2 separate regions of the Sus scrofa genome follow, and region 2 is linked to region 1. A link is a contact called in public Hi-C data. All regions are on one chromosome and are shown on one strand. Each heading gives the region's core, a stretch centred on a gene start, on an enhancer-like site or on the middle of the called end of the contact. The rest is flanking DNA. Distances are from core to core; before and after follow the strand shown. Region 1 overlaps ROBO2 (roundabout homolog 2). Region 2 overlaps ROBO2 (roundabout homolog 2).

Region 1 (2,701 bases), core at 86-2,585:
AGTCAGATTCGTTAACCACTGCGCCACGACGGGAACTCCTGCCTCCAGTTTTAATGTAAGTTAAAAGATAGTTTATTACAGCTTTTCTTTTCAATATTGCTGTGATTTGTTGTCTTTCAAATAATTACAGTTAGATAAAATTCTTCTTTTGTATATGAATGTTGAAAGGCTACTTTATGCAAGGAAGATTCCTCTAGAGATGAAAACTGTGCAATTTTTAAAAACAGAATCATCAAAATTAAAAAAAAGAAAAGTGTAATGGAATGGTATTTGTCTGCTATCTGATCAAGAAAGCCTCACAATTTCTTGTATTAACACAACTCATCCTAAATTCATAGGGTAATTTCGGCATGTACTTTCTCCTTGAGTTTATTATACTCTCCTCCCCCAACCTACTCAGAACTGCAGCCCATCAAATGCAATGAAAGCTCTTTTACAGGATGATATTATCTATTGCAGTTTGAGCTAGAATGGGAGCCCTTTGGAATGGGGGTGAGGTGGGGACCATATCTAATTCATCTTTTATTATCTTACCCTTTTTATATTTACATAAGATCTCCTACACAGTTAAACCTTAGTGTTTATTATTACCTTGAAACTTGAAATCTAAAATTTAGAAAAAGTCATGCCATGCCTATAGTTGTGTCTGTAGTTAATAGATAATGTGTTGATTATTTGTGTGTGTGCATGTTGAAATATGGTATCTATCATACATGAAGACAATATTATTGATAATGTATGAGATATGGTAACTTTTTTTTGCCTTTACAGTGGTGGTGGTTGTGGCTTTGGTCTGTACATTAATCATTACACTGAATAATCATGTGACTATTATAATTATTACTTCTGTGGTATCCTTATAAATATAATGTTATAGACACTGAATTGAATTCTAATGACTGTATTTTTTTTTTTTTTTTTTTGGCCGGGCCCTCAACAGGCATGTGGGCCCTTCCAGGCCAGGGAGCCAACCTACGCCACAGCAGTGATCTGAGCCATAGCAATGACAACACCAAATCCTTCACCAGGGAATTCCTAATGACTTCTTTTTCAAAGCATTTTTAGTGGTTTTCTTCTCTCAAGCTGAGCTACTAGGCAAAAATTTTACAACCAGCTGAAGTAGATAATAGATTAAGTGGAGTAATTAATTTTCAGTGGAGGTCTGACACATGTTGCCCATTGAACTTGTTAGGACTTGGCCTAGAGTTAGGCCCTTGAGAAAGTGATCAATCCCCTGGCCACCAGTCCTAAACTAGAGGTTAGTTATAACTGCAAAAATAAAAGAGTAAAGAAAGCCCAAGCTTGAGAGATACAAACTAATGTGTCAACACAGCTGAACTTGGGTCTCGGCTTATCCTGAGACAAATAAACTCTCTTTACAGAGGCCTCTCAGGTCCACAGGCCAAGGTTTTGTTAGTTGAACATTTGTTCTGTAACTTGTGAAATACAAACACAGTTTCTATAATAAACAATTAAATAGCTCTTAGTAAAACTTTAAGGATAAGAAAAAGCAAAAAAAAAAAAAAAGAATTTCCTTAGCAGTTGATGTATTTCTTTTGCTGTTAGTCATCATTAATGCAAGAAAACATCACTTACATATGCATATATACACATATGTCTGTGAATGTGTACAAAGAGCTTCCACCATGCTCCTTATTAATAATAAAATATAATTAACATTTTTCTATATATTCAAAAAAAGTTAGAAACCAGCAACGACTAGCAAACCAGAGTACTCTGCAGGTTATTGAGAAGATCTTTAAAAAATACATTTTTTTCCAACAACCAATTTCCACAAAGGAAATCAATCCAGGTAAAGATCTTTTTTGAATGAAAAGACTTAGTAGGAATACGGCCCAACCAAGCAAGTGAGATTTCTGTAGAGACTCCGGAAACTTATCAGGTCTTTGTTTTATAGCTCATTGGGTAAGAAAGTTCCTCCAACAAATTTCCTTTAAAGCATTTGTTAATATTAGTCATGATTCCTGTGGGGGCTCTTGAGCAAAAGATGGAAAGAATAGAAGTATAGTCCCTAGTAAGATTATTTGGCAAAATTAAGTATCAGATGCTCAACAGTGAAACTGTTAGGGCTTGCATTTAGGTATGATCAAAAAAAGTTCAACAAGTATATTATTCAGACTGCTTAATCAGTTGTGTGATTGAATTGTCAGGTTAGACGCTGGTCATCTCTGCCACATTGCTTCCCTTTATTGCTGAGTGTCTAGTGCTTAACCATTTGTTGAGTTGAAACCAGTTGATAAGTTTTTTTCTTTTTGCTTTTTAGGGCCACACCTGCAGCATATATGGAGGTTCCCAGGCTAGGGGTCGAATCAGAGCTGTAGCCTCCGTCCCTAGGCCACAGCCACAGCAACACAGGACCTGAGCCCCGTCTGAGAACTACACCACAGCTCATGGCAACATGGATCTTTAAGCCACAGAGTGAGGCCAGGGATCGAACCCACATCCTCACGGATACTAGTTGAATTGTTGAATTCGTAACCTGCTGAGCCGCAATGGGAACTCTGATTTTCTCATTTTTAATAGGGAAATGGAGATGTTTATTTCTGCCAAATATATGTGTTTACCCTTCACATTTTAATGCATCATCCTCACATATAAAATCTAAATGATGTTAATTCAACTGTGCCCAAAGTGATAGTAATCCTGGGTATGTATGTTCAGTTTTTATAGATGTTAGGCA
Region 2 (2,841 bases), core at 323-2,822, 270 kb after region 1:
TACAGAGCACCAAGTGTATATCAGGGAAGCTTTAAATAGCAATGGAAGCAATATAAATATTGTTCCTACCATCATGGAAATAGTAGTGTAGTGGGCAAAACAGAAGTGGGTTCCATATTAAAATGCAATTAGTGTTAGAAAATAAGGGGAACTGTAGCACACAGAGCAAGGGGACCTATCCTATCCCAGCAATAACTACTGCTATTATTTTGTATTTCTATCTTTGTGTAATCACATTTTATATTGTCTTCTCAAAAATATTTATCTTTTAAGAAGTATAATATTCATCTAAAATTTATGAGTAATTATAAGTTATACGTACCTCTTATATTTCATTTACTCTTTGGTTATATCTACAAAGAGCTGGAAATTAAAATAGAAACAAATCTTTTAAAAGTTTTTCAGATTAATCTGAATAGTTAGAATGCTTTTAGACTAACCTATGCAATGTAGACTTTGGGAAAAGGACTGTTATGTTAACTGTGGATTCTTAGGGCCACTTAGATGAAAACACAAAGTTGAGTCTAAAGAAATGGAAAATTTACTGCTTCAGGTTATACATTTTCATTTACTCATTAGTTTTACTGTTCTGCTAGACAATCATTTGGGTGAGTTTATCTGATTTTTGAAAATACCTTGTTGGTATGACAAAGCTGTAGCTTTTTGTAAAATAATTTTTGATATGGGAATTCCTCTCATTTTTAAACAATTCGTATGTACATACCAATATGATCTCTAGAATAAATAGTGTTTTGCAAGTTTGCTCGTATATTTTATAGAATTTATGAAGCCCTCGAAAATGGAGTTACTATCGTGGCTCAGCAGAAATGAATCGACTAGTATCCATGAGGGATGATGCAGGTTCCATCCCTGGCCTCACTCAATGGGTTAAGGATTTGGTGTTGCTGTGAGATGTGGTTGCAGATGAGGCTTGGATCTGGTATTGCTGTGGCTGTGGTGTAGGCCAGTGGCTACAGCTCTGATTCAGCCCAGCCTGGGAACCTCCATATACTGCAGGCGTGGCCCTTACAAAAAAAAAAAAGAAAGAAAGAAAATATAAGAAATTGTTACTAGATTTGCTTTTTTGCACAAGAGGATACATGGCTTATGTGAGAGTCTCAGAGCAAAATCTATTAGGACCAGCAATATTGGGAACCTTAGACACAGTTGTATTTTTACTTTTTCAAAGATTGATTTTAAGTAAAATATTATCTGATAATGTTTATTTGGTAAGCAAGCTTACTTTTCTTTATGGATAGAATAGACTAGAAATTTTAAGACTAACACACCAAACCTCGGGCTTTCTAAAGCCCACAATACAAAGTTATTTTACTGGATAAGTGTGTGGGCTTTAAAGTCACTGTAAGCACTTAACTGTTTTGTTAATTCCCTTTTCCCTCTAAGCTGACAGATTCAACCAGAAAACTAATAGGAAACCTTTGATTTCTTTAAATAGGATACGACTATATCTTCTCACTTAACTGAAGATCAAAGGGATGGTTGTTTTCCCCCAAACTTGATCACTATCACATGCTTTAGAGATAAGGAAAACCCAGACTTTTTCTGGGGAGGAGGGGAAAAGATTCATTGTAGCTCTAGTTTTTTATTAACCTTTTGCTTACTCTTTCAAGGCCATTTGTCTACCTTGTGTCCAAAGTTAAGCAAGCCCACAAAAAAAAAAAAAAAAAAAAAGATGGGTATTCCCTGTTAAAACTTGCAAACCAGGAATGATAAATGTTAGGTTACAAATTGTATCTAAGCCATTTAAATAAAGTAATACTTTCTCCATGATTTATTGTTAATTTACAAGAATTTATTTACTTTGTCCGAGGATTTATTCTAAAAGGAATATTCAGGTTCCAGGTACAAGTCCAAACTTAATACGAACCTTCTATTTTTTTAAGATAAACTAATTGTTAATAAAAATGGACTAGTTTTATTTATCCAAATTTGTTGCCAAATGGATCCGATACATTAATTTTAAAAAGATTTTAAAGAACAGGGGAAAAGATAAAGTCCATCAGATAAATGTACAAAAGAGGAAAATAAGTCATTAGAAGTCAATGATGTGGCTGCACTTTTGAAAAATTTGAAATGATTCACTACCATGCTTTGTTCTTTGCAAACCTTTGACTGTTTCTCCTATTTTATCAGAGAAATTTTTCAAGAATTCTAAACTTTTGTGCTTTACCAAAAATATCTGTACTTTAAATTTTGAACTTAATGATAATTTGAAACAATATCAAAATTAAAGGACAGGCTATATCCTAGAATTTCCCTTTTCTTGTGTACCCACTGTACTTCAGAACCTCTTTGGGACATGTCTTCCTTTGTCACAGATACTTTTTGTTACTCATTAAGCTAAAATTCTGGTAAAACCAAAAAGCCTTGAATAGTTTCGTGGCTGGGTGGTCTATGATTTCAAGAATTAGTTATGGTTTTACCAATTAACTCTTTTGATTGTTTTATACAAATTTTATTGGAAAAATGTCCTATGTGGAGACTTTTCCTTCTGGGAGTATGGGGACTTTTTTTCCCTTCTATGTGTGGGAGGGGAGTCTGCATTTGTAGTGCAAATGTTAAAATTTATTTAAAACACTACAACAAAATTTGGCCTGAGGTTTTTAATTCTCTTTTAATCAAGTGGTGTTTAAAGTAAATACGCATACAAGTAATTTCCTTTACCTGAGAACATGGCAAAGAGTAAAGAAAGATAAATGTGTGTGACACTGATTAAAAGTGACAGAATTTTAAAAGGACAAAATAAACTTTTTAAATTGATGCCATCAGTCTTGTCAGTGTGAGGGCACAGCGTTAAGGAAAGATTTTTTATTTTATTTA

Evidence for each region. Hi-C and Micro-C count contacts between places; a contact is called where the count stands out from the background.
Region 2: a contact with region 1 is called in a Hi-C map of liver, with 2.1 times the contacts expected there. The contact joins two enhancer-like sites. A contact is called at or near these places in 1 of 5 promoter capture datasets (liver) and 1 of 47 Hi-C or Micro-C datasets (liver).

Annotation. Positions count from the first base shown.
Region 1 is chr13:178,033,821-178,036,521 of Sscrofa11.1, forward strand. All of the region lies in intron 2 of ROBO2 (roundabout homolog 2), which reads right to left. Among named protein-coding and RNA genes, the nearest start is that of ROBO2, 1.0 Mb to the right of the region's middle. Within about 2 kb of position 1,336, at least 3 of the 83 cell types and tissues checked have an H3K27ac peak or open chromatin away from gene starts, as enhancers often do. A contact at or near this core is called in liver, where this site is marked.
Region 2 is chr13:178,302,914-178,305,754 of Sscrofa11.1, forward strand. The region is part of intron 2 of ROBO2 (roundabout homolog 2); the gene reads right to left. Among named protein-coding and RNA genes, the nearest start is that of ROBO2, 740 kb to the right of the region's middle. Within about 2 kb of position 1,573, at least 2 of the 83 cell types and tissues checked have an H3K27ac peak or open chromatin away from gene starts, as enhancers often do. A contact at or near this core is called in liver, where this site is marked.